Regions from separate parts of the Sus scrofa genome. Here region 1 is linked to region 2. A link is a contact called in public promoter capture Hi-C data. All regions are on one chromosome and are shown on one strand. The core of a region is the stretch at or near the end of the contact, and the rest is flanking DNA. Distances in the headings are between cores, read along the strand shown.

The links. Promoter capture Hi-C pulls out the DNA fragments that hold promoters and counts their contacts.
Region 1: a promoter capture Hi-C map of liver shows a contact between it and region 2, with 6 times the contacts expected there. The contact joins the promoter of AATF here to the promoter of MRM1 in region 2. A contact is called at or near these places in 2 of 5 promoter capture datasets (fetal liver and liver), 6 of 47 Hi-C or Micro-C datasets (embryonic fibroblasts, epiblast stem cells, fibroblasts and 2 more) and 2 of 2 datasets of contacts at active chromatin or transcription factors (alveolar macrophages and skeletal muscle).

Annotation. Positions count from the first base shown.
Region 1 is chr12:38,457,855-38,465,195 of Sscrofa11.1, reverse strand. AATF (protein AATF) reads right to left here and starts at 3,387. Exons shown (of 12, transcript XM_003131707.4): 1 at 3,143-3,387; 2 at 1,533-1,724. The coding sequence starts at 3,233.
Region 2 is chr12:38,122,091-38,129,417 of Sscrofa11.1, reverse strand. MRM1 (mitochondrial rRNA methyltransferase 1) reads right to left here and starts at 5,017. Exons shown (of 5, transcript NM_001244822.1): 1 at 4,263-5,017; 2 at 3,972-4,065; 3 at 1,395-1,527; 4 at 1,187-1,306; 5 at 1-416. The coding sequence starts at 4,825. The coding sequence ends at 241. DHRS11 (dehydrogenase/reductase 11) reads right to left here. Exons shown (of 7, transcript NM_001244532.1): 5 at 7,069-7,161; 6 at 6,820-6,885; 7 at 6,058-6,695. The coding sequence ends at 6,654.

The sequences.
Region 1 (7,341 bases), core at 2,138-4,637, 340 kb before region 2:
AAAGGAATATTCTCATAGAGTAGTAGTTAAAAGTATAGATCTTAGGAGTTCCCGCTGTGGCTCACTGGGTTAAGACTCCAACTGCAGCTGCTTGAGTTGGGTGCAGTGGGTTAAAGGATCCAGCGTTACCACAGCTGTGGGGTGGATCACAGCTGCAGCTTGGATTCAGTCCTTGGCCTGGTAACTTCCATATGCTGGTGTGGCCATTAAAATAAAAAAAAAAAGTACAGCTCTTAGAATCAGACTGCCTGGGAGTTCCTGTCATGGCTCAGCAGTTAACGAACCCGACTAGTATCCATGAGGACGTGGGTTTGATCCCTGGCTTCACTCAGTGGGTTAAGGATCTGGCATTGCCGTGATCTGTGGTGTAGGTCACAGATGAGGCTCGGATGCCGAGTTGCTGTGGTTGTGGTGTAAGCCAGCAGCTACAGTGCCAATTGGCCCCCTAGTCTGGGAACCTCCATATGCTGCAGGTACAGCCCTAAAAAAGACAAAAAGACCAAAAAAAAAAAAAAAAAAAAAAATCAGACTGCCTTACTTGAGGGCCGGCCTGCACTTACTAGCTATCTGACCTTGAGCAAGCTATTTCACATCCCCTCAATTTCCTTATTTGGAGACAAACAGTACCAACCTCACAGGGCTATGAGGAGGATTAAATGAGATGTTACCTATAATGATAATGGTGATAATATTTTCTGACAAGTTACCACGCCCCAGGCTCTTAGAACTTCAAGAGTTGCCACAGTGCCTGATACATGGTGAGCTCAATAAATAGTATATTGGTCTCAGGATTGGTCTGTTTATCAGTCTCTAAGCAAAGAATATGAAATAAGCTTATCATGTGGGAGCCCCCAGAACTGTATCAAGGACTAAATCATGGATATCCTAACATGAATGACTGTTTCTTTTATATTATCTGTGGATTCTCAACATGGTACCTCTGACCTCTCTAAAGGAAAACAAATGGCATCCACTCAATAACCACCAAAGCCGGCCCTTTCCTCCACTCTAAGAAACTCACAATCCTTAAAACTATAAGCTCACATCCTCCTAACTCTTGCAGAGAACAGGAAAGCGCTATGAAATTTTTACAACGGCAAAAAATGAGTGTCACAAATTACAGTGACTGAGCAAAAAGTGAAAAATCAAAGGAAAAGGGTCAAAATTCATGAGCAGCATGTTCATCAGAAACAATGCAATTCAGGAGTTCCCTGTGGTGCAGTGGGTTAAGGATCTGATGGTGTCGCTGCAGCAGTTCAGGTTACTGCAGTGACGCAGGTTTGATCCCTGGGCCAGGAACTTCCATGTGCCTCGGGCATGGCAAAAAACAAACAAACAAAAAAAAGTATACCAATTTAAGAGCTCCAGATTTTAGATTCCTTATGAAGTGAAATTAAGTACTTAGAAGGGCTCTTTCTAATGCCAAACCAATGGTTTCTCCTAAGATAATAGGTAGGACATCCAGTTTTGCAGAGATCATTAAAAAAAATTTTAACCTAATAAATTAGGAAAGAAAGCAAATGTCTACTCACCAGATGAACCTGGCAGAGTCTGCTCCCAATGGTCTTCCTTCCAAGCTTTTCTAGAGGTGGTCTTGCCAGAATACCTCTTGTCTGTATCCAAGAAGGAGGCTGATGCCAGCTTTCTAATGGTACCCACCACGGGGAAATCGCCTTCCCCATCGTCCCCTTCATCAAACCTGTCAATCACTCTGGCAGCAGTGGCTGTGGGGAAGGGGAGGAAAGTAATCAGAATCTTCAGATTAGAAGGAACTTTAACGGTAACACTGGGTAACACTGCCGAGGCTTTGAATTCATACTTGAATGTCCTCTACAAAATCCCCACCATGGGAGTTCTCGTGTCTCCGTAGGTTACAAACCCAACTGAAGCCCATGAGGATGCTGGTTCAATCCCTGGCCTCGCTCCGTGGTTTAAGGATCCAGCATTGCCACAAGCTGCAGTGTAGGCCGGCAGCTAAAACTACGATTTGACCCCTAGCTTGGGAACTTCCATATGCCACAGGTGTGGCCCTAAAAAGAGAAGAAAAAAAAAAGTCCCCACCATGAGTTTCCATTGTGGTTCAGCAGGTTAAGGACCTTACCAAAAGCTGGGGGGTGGGGTAGGCAAAGATCGCAGATTCAGCCCCAGCCGAATGTTGCCGTGGCTGTGGCGTGTTTGCCTGCAACTCACATTTGACCTCTAGCCCAGGAACTTCTATATGCCACAGGTGTGGCCACTTTAAAAAAAGCCGCCAAGTTCCAAGAACAGCAAAGTCATTACCTCCCAAGGCAGACCACTTACTCTCCTGCTGCTGTTCCAGAACAAAAAGCTGACTCTCTGCATCTACTAGAAGGATTATTTCCATGTTTTGGATCATAGAAAACTGGTCTAATTCCTCTTTCATCTGTGACTGTCGCTCAAATATTTTAAGTCGGCCATCATCATGTTCTATCTTCACTTCAGCCCATCCCTCAGGGAGTTTGCTTATCCTAGCTAAACAGCCCCAGTTCCTTCAACTGCTTACTTCTAAGACACGGTCCAGCACTCACATTTATCCCTCCTTATTCCCCCTTCCTCACACTTCTCTGACTCAAGCCTAAAGCAGGATTAGACCTTGAACCTCATCTTACAGAACAGCAGCCTTATTCGTCAGCAGCTAAGCAAGTGTGTTGAGGACTAAAAAGGCTTAAATGGCACCACAGAAGCCTACTTCTTCCTTCATCCTCCAAGTAAGTTCTCAGGGGCAGGCAGAGTTGGAAAAAAAAGGGGGGGGGGGAATGAGACTTCCTTCTCCTCATTTCTAATGCAGTGCCATTAAAGACATCCTTAAAGATAACTTCCAACCTGCTACCAGACTCTGGCTCCCTGCTACAGCCCTGCACCAACAGTGAACCGAAGCCTGAGTCCTCCGGATGCTCCGCCCACAGGAGCACCAAGTCTAGAGTGAGCGTCAGGATCCCGAAACCCTCCTCCCCAGACCCGGGGGACACTCTCTGGGAGGCAGTTTTCCTCTGCGCAAGAGGAAACAGAGAAGGCTTGGCGGCGGGGGCCCAGCAGCTGGCCCTTCACACGCCGCCCAGGTCCGCACCCGGCACGGCCCACACACAGCTCCGCACGTGGTCTTGCCCCGGTCAGGCCTCACCCTCCTCCGGGTCCGCTTCAGGATCCGCTTCGCGCGGTCGCGGGTTCAACAACTGTTCCAGCTGTAGCGCCAGAGGCTGCGGCCCCGCCATGGTCACCAGGTCTCGCCCGCGCCGCGCTCGTGAATGTCGCCCTCTCCCTGCCGGGTCCTCCTGCCGGAGACTGCTCCCCAGCACAGCCAGGGACGCTCGGAGCCGGGCGCCCAGCTCCGGATCGGCAACTTCCGGGAGACTCGCGGGAGGGGGCGGGACTTTGTGCGTCACTACGGGCGTTGCTAGGATGAAAGCGGAAACGCCCGGAAGGCTGACGCGCGTGCGCGTGCGCCGAGGGGGCGTGTTGGGCAGCGCGGGAGCGAGCGGGAGCGAGCGAGAGCACGTGGCCGCCGCTGGCGCTGAGCCGAGACTGCGATGCGCGGTGTTTTTTTTGAGTAAAGTACGCTTGAAGATTTGTCTGAGATTGGCTAAAAAGTAAAGAATAGTGTAGCCGCGACCCTTGGTGGCTGATTTAGGGAGGAGGAGTAAAGAGTGAGCGCCTCGAGCTTCACGCGTGCTTTAGGGCACGCACAGACTAGAATCAAAAGCAGGTTTGGCATTTCATAATTTGGAGGAGTTTGGGGTCGGGCACACGCCCCTGACCCCGCGGTGGCCATGACTTGGAAATCCTGCCTCAGGGATGGGCTTGCGTAGCTGTGCAGTGGACTGCTGCATCCTTATTAATAAGAATAATAGAAGTCACTATGGCTGTGAATAAATAAAGGTCGATTCTGTAGCTTCTCCAGAGGAGCCTTGTCTGGGTAGGGAAATGGGGGTGGAGTGGAGATTACTCGTGCACACCAAAAGGTATTAATATCCTTGCTGTTCTTCAAAGATGAGGGCACACTCAGATGCTTGAAACTGGCGCACAAAAGCGGAAAAACTCAGATCTACAGTTCAAGGGGCACAGGTAGAGTCAAATATAAAGACCAAAGAAGAAACGGTAGCCAAGCACATGGAAAGATAAAATCCCTTCACATCCTCTTTCCCTCTTCAAACATTCCTTGACTGCCCACTATGTGGCAGGCGCTGTTAGATGAGATAGAGATGAGTAAGTGATTCTCTCCTGGTGGTGATCAGCCTAGGGGGCCAAACAAGTAAACAGAAACTGCAAAAAGGATTGATGAGGGTAAGTATAAAGTGGTCTGTCTTTCCAGGATCTGTTTGAGGTCACCTGTAAGGACCTAGAAGCCCCTAAACAGAAACTCCCTCAAAAGGATCCAGGAGACAGGGTTAGGGATACCCTATGCCCTGCTTGGGAAAAGCTCAGGCTAATTGGATCCCACAGCTGAACCGCCTGGGAAACCTTCCGTTCTCCAGTGTCTCCTGTGGAACCCAAGGGAACTGAAGGTCCCTGACTTCCCCAGTCTTCATAGGTCCCCATTGTTGAGAGCAAGAAGAGACCACTTGTCCTATGTCCCCTGTCTAGGAGGCTGCAGGGGGGAAGGAAGGCTCTCAGGGTAGACACCCTCAGACATGGAAGGGAAAGAATTCCAGGCTCGGATGGGGGGGTACCCTAGGCAGGGGACTGGGGTGAAGGAAAGTGTTTTGTTTTGGTTTGGATTTTTACCATCTGCAATAGAATTCAGTCCAGAAAAGAGCTCTTAAACAAATAAAATGGAACAAACAAACATATCCCTTGTAATTGCAGCCTGGTGCCCACGTCTGGGGCCTCCAGAGCAAAAGCATGACCATGCTGGGACAGCCATCACCCTTGGCTTCAAAGGACCAAAATGTTTTCCTCACCCCAGATTTAGGAAACTACTTCCCCCAGCCCTCTTCCCTCCCTATTTTGGACGCTAATACAGGAACCTGGCCTTGGGGTAAAGAAAAGGGAGAAAAGAAGGAGGGAGGTGAGGCAGGGCAGAAACAGCCTCTAAGCTGTCATGCAAACAGGGCACTGCTGGATGATTCTGGGCAGAAAATGCCTGCTTCCCTACCCTCCAGTCTCTGTCCTGGTGCCCACTGATTTGGGAAGCCTTTTGAGGACAAAAATCACACACATCCCAGGGCCCCTCAAAATGCTTCCCCTGCTTGCTCACCCATACTGAGGGTAGAGAGGGGATTCAGTGATCAGAGGAAAGGAGGGGTTCTAGGACTTTAGATGCAGCTGAGAAAAGCTGAGGCACAGGCAGAAGGGTAATCTTCTAAATCCCCTCTCTGGGGAGCCCTCCCTACTTGATTATAAGTTTTTGGAGAAGGGAGGAGGGGTTTCCTGATGGGATGGGCTATTTCTAAGACTCTACCTCCTAGAAGAAATGTAAACCTGGACCGCCCTAGTGATGTGAGCAGATGAGATGAGGAGGAGGAAGGGAATAAATGGGAGATGTTCCTAAAACAACGTCAGAAGGTCAGAGGGTCTCCCAATTCACAGTCCCTCCGCCTGCTGCCTGAGGGCTGCATAACAGCGGACAGATGTCAGAATAGCAGAGGATGGGGCAGGGGTGACATTACCACCTCTCCCCACATTGTCTGTTCACATGACCGGGACTTTGAAGAGTTTAGAGAAGTCAGGTTCTTACCTTTCTCTCTTCTCCCTTCAGAGATACTATGAACCCCCTCGTCCCAGACTCCTGCCAATCCCTATCCTGGCTCTCCAAGCATCAGCCTCCACCACCTGGTCTCGCCCTAAAGCAGTTCCCACTTTCCTCCAACCTGGAAAAGAGAGGTGGGTAAGTTTGGCCTTGTCCAGGGCAGATAGCAGCTCCCAGCTGCTGGAACCCTGGGGACAGGTGGCTAGAGGCACAGAGGTGACGGCTTTAAGATGGCCGCAGGGAGAAACCAAGCTGCCAAGCCCAGGACCGCAGAGGAGACTGCACTCTGGGGTGGAGGGGAGCTGCCGGACTGGGCTTTCCCCTCCAGCCCCTACGCCTCTCCTGGGAGCTCCCAGTGCGCTGTGGGGATAGGGCAGTGCTCCTGTGCACCTCAGGGCCAGAGGTGGACGGCACAGCTCTGACATTTCTAGACCTCCTCCTCTCTGGAAGCTCCAAATTTGACTGCTAAACTTTGCCACCTGACCAGGATTCGTCGGTGTTCTGGATCCAAGGGGGAAAGGCTGAGCGGTTGCCACAAAGTCAGAAGAACTGAGTCCACCCGAGCACCCAACTCTAAAATGCTTCCTATCAAGAACCGGATCCCACAATAAAGGTGCTAAATAATTCAACGAGCTTGATAGGAAAATGCAGCTTCCCAATGAGCCTACGTTCAGTTAAATGAATGTCTCTTAAAGGAGCCTGGCTATAATGAATAAGTTGGCTATGATTTAATGTATATAAATGCTAAAAGGGCAAAAACAAGCTGATCTGGGGATTGCATACAACGCACATAAAGAAATGTGCTGCATGCCGAGGCTAGGAGTTTCAAAATTCGCCCTTGTTATTTCATAAATTTGGATTTCTGAAAGAATATCATAAAATTCCTCTGATTGTCCTCCCATTGGATAAGCTGTCATGTGGATCGGTGAAATATTGCTTATTTTAAAGCCTTCTAAGCAAGAAAGATACACTTGTTTGTCTTGTAACAAAATAAGAAAACAGCACTGGAAATTGCATACCACTTAATGTAAAACCTTTGATTTAAAAAAAAAATAGGGAAATAAAGAATCCAGAGCTGAAATCTAGGTGATACGGAAAAGAAATCCTGGAATTCTAATGGTGTCTGATATTAAAGCACATACATGTATTTCATAGCAGAGAAGATATTTAAATTCCTTCCATGTTTAATGAAGGCTTGGAAGGGATTGAACTACTTTTCAGAACCTATTGGCAACTCTCAGTTGAAATGTGATTTCTACATTAGTTCTTTCTGCTCATCTTTCAGAGAAAGTAAAGTGTATCTTGTGCCAGGCAAAATAGTTTTCCTTCTGGGAAACTTCAAATGAAACAAATACTATAAAACAACTATTTCATATCATTTCTGTGAAAGGGATTAAAGTATTTCATTTCTAGCTGTGCTGTACATTCATTTTATGTTATCTTTCAAACCACCAAATTAGAAAGCAGGATTATCTATGGGAAATGAATCGAAACCGGAAAGGACCACCTCTAACTACCTATTTATAGGTAACTGACATTCATTCAGTTTTGCATGTTTGGAGGGGGAGAGGGAGAAATTGCATGGGGTCTCATGCCTAATCGCCAACTGGGACCACTCCTTTTTAGCCATGGAT
Region 2 (7,327 bases), core at 3,768-6,267:
CCGTCCCAGCACAGGCTAGAAGTTAACCAACCGCCGTCTCCAACTGCACGTCCAAAGCCAAACCGAGAAAACGGAACTTCCTCTGGTCTCTACCGCAAAGCTCCTGGCCCTGCCCCAAGACAGCCGTTTATAAACAGGGGCCTGGATGCACACTCGAGCAAGAAGGCAAGAGACGCTGGCACATCGGAGCGTGCGGATGTGTGCGCCCGCCCCAGCACGCACACACCTGGGACATCCAGGTCAGTCCCCGTCCTGCCTCTGCTTTGCGGATCCCGAGCACAGTCCTGGGTGCTGAGTCAGGCTGGGCCCTTCAGACAAGGGCCAGGGTTCTTGGGGGTCTTGGAGGAGGTGCTGCTCTCTCTTCTGCTCCACAGGGAAACCCTTCCTCTGGCTGCAAATGGAGTGAAGGAGGATTCCTGCACGGACAGACAGAAGGACAAAGATGGAGAAGAGGAAGGACTAGGTTCCAGGCACTCCCTCCTTTCATCCTGAGCAGGATGTAGGTACTGCTCTCATTTGGCACAGAAAGCAACTAAGGACTGAGAAACACGAGAGTTCCCGCTGTGGTGCAGTGGAAATGAACCTGACTAGTATCCATGAGGATGGGGGTTGGATCCCTGGCCTTGCTCAGTGCGTAAAGGATCCGGCATTGCCAAGAGCTAGTGTAGTTGTAGAGTGTAGGTTGCAGATATGGCTCGGATCCCATGTTGCTGTGGCTGTGGTGTAGGCTGGCAGCTACAGCTCTGATTCAATCCCTAGCCTGAGAACCTCTATATGCCTTGGGTGCAGCCCTAAAAAAGCAAAAACAAAACAAAACCCTGAGAAATACATTCAGGATGAAGCTGCTGTCCAGCTGTCTGTGTGCAATCAGAAAGAGAAGCAAGGGGGAGTTTCCGTTGTGGCTCAGTGGTTAACAAATCCGACTGAGAACCATGGGGTTGTGGGTTCGATCCCTGGCCCTGCTCAGTGGGTTGGGGATCCAGTGTTGCCATGAGCTGTGGTGTGGGTCGCAGACGTGGCTTGGATCCCGTGTTGCTGTGGATGTGATGTAGGCTGGCAGATGCAGCTCCGCTTGGACCCCTAGCCTGGGAACCTCCATGTGCTGTGGGAGCAGCCCTTGGAAAAGGCAAAAAGACCAAAAAAAAAAAAAGGAAAAAAAAGAGAAGCAAGGGGAATGGAGACTCACCTGCGGCCACAGAAACATTTAAGGACTCGAGTCCAGGAGGCAGCTGCCGGCCGGGCAGGATGGTAAGGAGAAGCTGGCAGGAGGCCTGCACCTCCCGGGACAGACCAGAGCCCTCATTCCCTGCAGAGAAGGGGGACAGAAGGTTAGGGAGGCCCAGCTAGACACACAGGTGCATGTCCCGGCACGAAAGGTGGGGACCTCTACCTACCCAGCACTAGGAGAGTGGGCTGGTCCCAGAGGAAGTCCAAGCAGCTAGTGATGGGCACCTCGGAGGATGGGGAAATCTCAGGCCCAGGGCATCCCACTGTGCCAGCCACGAGCCAGCCCTGCCGGGCTTTGGCCTGAAAGGGGAAAGAAGAAATCATATTCTAGCTCACCACTCACCAAGCCTTCGGCAGAGCCTGGCAAGGAGAAGCCCAGCCTCGCCCGTACATTCATTCCCTCCCTGAGCCACTGGATTCAGTCAATAGTTAGGAAGCACCTGGAATGGGCAGGCTGTGTCCCAGGTGCTGGGGAGAAGGCGATGAGCAAAACAGGCCTGGAATTCCAGTTGCGGCTCAGCAGGTTAAGAACCTGACTAGTATGCACGAGGACGCAGGTTTGATCCCTGGCCTCGCTCAGTGGGTTAAGGATCCAGAGTTGCTGTGAGCTGCAGCATAGGTCACAGATGTGGTTGGGATCTGGCTTTGCTATGGATGTGGTGTAGGCCGGCAGCTGCAGCTCTGATTTGACCCCTAGCCTCATGCCGTGGGTGTAGCCCTAAGAATACACACACACACACACACACACAAAAAGGCCCGAATCCCAGCCTTGTGCAAGGGTGGCCAGGGAAGGTCTCGCTGAAGTGACATTTGAGTGTAGACCCGCAGGAGATGAGGGGCACTACACAGGCATCTGGGGGAGGAATATTCCAGGCAGAGATCAGCTATTGCAAAGGCCCAGGGGCAGGTGCTTCCCTGGCACGCGTGAGGAACAGCAGAACAGCAAGGTGGCCAGTGGAAAGGGATCCACTGAGACAGGAGAGGAAACGAAGGGCCACATGAGGAAGGACCTCAAAGGCCACTGGAAGGCCTTTGGCTTTGACTCCAAGAGATGCAAAGGCTTTGAATGGTTTTGAGCAGAAAAGTAACATGGTCAGACTGACAACTCAACAGAATCACTCTGCCTATGTTGAGAGCCACTAGCAGAAGCAAGCAGACCGGTTAGGTTTCTGCAGTGATCCAGGCAGGGGAGGATGGTGGCTTGGACCAGAGTGGTAACAGCGGAGATGCTGAGAAATGGTCAGAAGGCAGAAAAGAAATAATATCGGAGTTCCCGTTGTGGCACAGTGGGTAACGAATCTGACTAGGAACCATGAGGTTGTGGGTTCGATCCCTGCCCTTGCTCAGTGGGTTAACGATCCGGCGTTGCTATGAGCTGTGGTGTAGGTTGCAGACGTGGCTCGGATCCTGCGTTGCTGTGGCTCTGGCATAGGCCGGTGGCTACAGCTCTGATTAGACCCCTAATCTGGGAACCTCCATATGGAGTGGGAGCGGCCCAAGAAATGGCAAAAAGACAAAAATAAATAAATAAATAAAATAAAACAATTTAAAAAAAAAAGAAATAACATGAAGATAAAAAGGAAAAGATTTGCTGGCAGATGGAACATGGGGTGACAGCAGGAAGAATCAAGAAGGATGCCAAGGAGTTCCCGTCATGGCTTGGTGGTTATCGAACCTAACTAGAATCCAGAAGGACGCAGGTTCGATCCCTGGCCTCGCTCAGTGGGTTAAGGATCCGGCGTTGCCGTGAGCTGTTATGTAGGTCACAGACGTAGCATCAATTCCCCCCCTAGCCTGGGAACCTCCATATGCCACGGGTGCAGCCCTAAAAAAGACCAAAAAAAAAAAAAAAAAAAAAAAAAGGATGCCAAGGTTTTGGCCTAAAAAACTGAAGGGATGGACTGGCCATCAACTGAGCTGGGTAAGTCAACACAAGGAAATGGAATGACATTTGGAAATCTCGTTTGAAATGCCCATTAAACAGCAAAACAAAACAAAAAAACCCAGCTGTTGAATAGGTCACTAGATATGTGAATCTGCGGCTCAGGAGCAAGATCTTGGAGGACATACATTTAGGAGGCATTTAAAGCCATCGTACTGGATGCGACCAACAAGAAATTGAATATACACAGAATATCCAAAGACTAAGACTTGGAGTCCTGCAGGAGGGTCAGGGATGCTGCCAAATTCAAGGCAATACTGCCCCCTTGTGTCCATCAAGGAAAGCACAGCTAAAGAGAAATACGGATGAACCAAGAAAGGGGTTTTACTTACTTTTCCTTTCTATATATCAAAGAGGGTTTTCTGTTAGTGGTGGAGGTGCTTTGGGGGGTTTGCTTTGCTTCTTTGTTTGCAGGAGGGACAAGGGAAAACGCATCAACGAGTCTTTGTTCAAAGAGCTTTTCAAGCTGAGCCTCTACTGGAGGAACCAAGAGCCACCAACTCCTCACAGCTGAGCATTTACTGAAGACCTACTTCCCAGGCAGTAAGGCACTGAGTAAACTCGCTGGAGGAGCGAAGACATTTATTTCGGAAAGGTGTGCAGTCAAAGTCCCTAACATCAGATTCTGCTCCATGTGTGGTTTAAAATACTCTGGATCCGTCGCTTCCCAAAGGGGTTTAAAAGGATGGAGGAAGCGTGTGTACCAAAACGCCCCGTTCCCTTCCTCCTGGGGGCCCTTGGAGAGGATGAGCTTGGCTCATTTGTTCTCCTTTACTGACACCCCGCTTTCCCCCGTCGTTACCTGTAAAAAACCGGCCAGGTCATCAGTCGAGAACACGTCCATCACCTCCATAGCTCCCGCGCTGGCCTTGCTGACTACTGGAGTGAGCGGGCAGCTGCAAGGGTTCCCCAAGTCCCCTATGAGGCTGAGTAATCTCAAACCCAGCGCCGTGCCCTCCCCCAGACCCCAAGAGTTAGGAGAGAGAATTTTGGCCATGGGGAGGCCTGCCTGAAGGACCACCCAAAGGGTCAAGGTGCTTAGGAACTCAGCTGAGCCTCCAAATTGGGGCACGCAGGGAAGGGTTGTCCATGCCTGTTTTTCCGGCTGGTGATGACTTTCTCCACTCCGAGGAAATGAGCGGAGCGCAGCACGGCCCCAAGATTCCGGGGATCCTGTAGCCCCTCAAGGACCAGCCACAGCTGCTGGGGGTCGTCTCCCGGCCGAGACTCCCCGGCCTCAGCCCAAGGCTGGGGCCGCAGGGGGCTCACTTCCATGCAGACGCCCTGGTGGACCTGGTAGCGGCACAGGACGTCCAGCTTCCGCCGCCTGGGCCGCAGAACCGGGATGTCCCGCGCCTCCGCCACACGCAGCAGCTCGGCCCGCTCCCCTTGCAGCCCGGACCTGCCGGCCTGGAGCAGGAGCCGGGCCACGCGGCGGCGGGCGGCTCGCAGAGCCAGGAGACATGGGGACAAGCCAAACAAAAGCTCCAGTCCCCCGGCCGACCGCGGGGGGAGCGCCAGGTCGTCCAGGAGCAGGCGGCTTAGCTCCTCCCCGCCGGGCCTGTCCCCACGCCGCGCCGCTTGGGAGAAAGGACGCGTGAGGAGACGACCGCAGCAACGCCAGGTCGCGCCCCTGGCGGCCGAGAGCAGTTCCATGGTCGACTCCGCGAGTGAGTCCTCGGGAGCGGTCACCTCCGCCGGGGCCCGCTCCCAGGCCCCTAATGAGTGAAGGGGACCGGAAAGCTTCCCCCGGCAAACCCCCTCAGACACAGGAACAGCTCGCACTCCCAGCCCCTACACTGAGGAATACTCGGCCACCAACCTTCCCCTCCCAGTCCCCTTGTGAGCTGCTCCGCTTCCGCGTTCGGGCGGTCCCACCCACTTCCGGAGCTGCCCTGCGCATGCCCATCATCCACGTCGTCCCCACAGCGCCCCCTGCCGGGCCGGCTGAGCGACGACCTCCGCGGCCCCATCGGTGGCCCGGACAGGGGCTTGCAGCTGAGCTGACCCGACTGTGGACCACACAGTCCCGACTTGGGACCACATTCTGCAAGATCCCAAGAGGCTGGAGGGCCTCACTCACCCCGAGAGCAGCAAAGGCACTTTAAGGGCAGGTGTTGGCTTTCCTGTTCAACCTCGTTAGTCGTGGTGACTCCCTCCCCACACCCTGTCCACCACTGGGTCCTGGTGATTTTCCTTAGAAGCTTCTCCTGCATCCAGCCCCTCCTCTAATCCTCCACTGCCTATCAAACCCTCAGCACTAGTCAGCAGGACTCTCACCAATAACTTCCTGTCCCATGGTGCTGATTCTCTAAGTGACAGCTCTGGGCCTGTCCCACACCTGCTGATAAGCCAAGGGATGCCCTTGGGCCACTTCTGGCTCGGCACTCAGACCTCCAGGAATCCAGGCAGGAGCTACCTTTCAGTCTCACCTGACTCCTGCACTATGTTCTTTGCTGTTCCCACCACGCTGCATGCTTTTCCTGGCCCTCCAGCCTAGCATACTCTGTTGTTTTCTTTTCTGGCTAGCGAACTCCTACCTATTTTCTTTCTTGCTTTCTTTTTTTTTTTAGGGCTGCACCCAGGGCATATGAAAGTTCCCAGGCTAGAGGCTGAATCAGAGCTGTAGCTGCTGGCCCAGGCCACAGCCATGCCAGATCCGATTCGCGTCTGTGGCCTGCACCGCAGCTCACGGCAACGCCAGATCCTTAACCCACTGAGGAAGGCACTCCTACCCATTTTCAACACTCAGTCCAAAGGTAACCCACACTCCAGGGGTGATGCCCCCAACCCACCCACCTTCCCACTGTCCTAGAAGAAACTCTGAGACACAAGCATTCCTGATCACAGGAAGGGGGAAGAACTGAGAGATACTTCTGAAGCCAAGGTAGCTTGTTGCGATTTTTCTTTTTTAATGATCACAGTGAAACCCACTCAGGAGGCAGGCCCTGGTATTCCGCTGCCAAAGTCCGAGTGGAGAGAGGACCCCACCAGGGACTGAGAAGCCAAAATTGGGCTGGAGAACTGGGGGGTGGGGGGTGGGGAGAGAAGCAGTGGTGGGGGCAGTGGGACAGGGAGAGGAGGAACCCGGGAGCCCCGATTACCATTCGGATGGAAGGCGAGGGCTTCCCTCTGCCAGCTCATCCCCGAGGGCCAGGGGATGGGGTCAAGGCGACAGAGAAAAGCCCCACTTGGGGATCCATCCCTTGCTTCAATCCAAGGGGAGAAACCAGAGACAGCAAAGACCAAGGAGCCCAAGAAGGGGACCAAGAATAAGTCAGCAGGTCAAACAATCAGGGACACCACCTCCCTTCCCCAGCCCATTTGACAAGATTATATAAAAACCTCAAGCAAGTTTTCTAGCCCCTGGTGGGGGTGGGGAAAGGACATAGAATCCAAGAGTCCCGAAATCAACACCTAAAACCCAGAGGCGAGTGCCGAGCCGTGAGGGGCGGTGAGGGCAGGAAGAGCTCCTCTCGGGAGACTAGGTCACCTGCTCCGTGGGCCTCATCTGGATGTCCCCGATCTGCGGAAGACACGAGGCTTGAGGAAGCCAGGATGCTCCCCCCACCCCCGAAGGCCTCCCTGCTCTCCTCGTCTGGGGATGGCTGGGCTCCTCCAGGCGGGTGGACAGCCAAGGTCAGACTCACCTGGACGTGTGGTGGGGTGCTGAGGACATAGATGACAGCCTCGGCCACATCCTCAGCTTTGAGACACTGGGAGCACCGGGGGAAAGGGGTGAGAGGCGGACAGAATGGATCCAGGTTCCCTCCCGCCGCTGAGCTCCGCTCCAGCATCCCCACTCCCATCCCCACCTTCCAGGAGGGGCGCTGGACTGGCTAAAGGCCACGCCTCCCCCTGCCCTCGCTTAGGGAACGAGTGGCTTCACTGGGCCCCACCTTCATTTGTTCATAGGCGGCAGCTGCCTTCTCAGGGTTCTTGTCATGGAGTTTGAAGGCGAACTGTGTCTCCACGACTCCTGGAGAGATGCACTGGGCCAACAGAGAGAGCCTGCTCAGGACCGGAACCTCCAACAGAGGCCGGGTCTTGGGGAGGTTGCAGGAGAGGGGTGGAGGCTACAGGGTCCCAGCGTCACAGTGATGGCTGCCTGATGTCCAGCAGCCACCTCCTCCCTCCAAGGCTGCCCCTGGGGAGGAT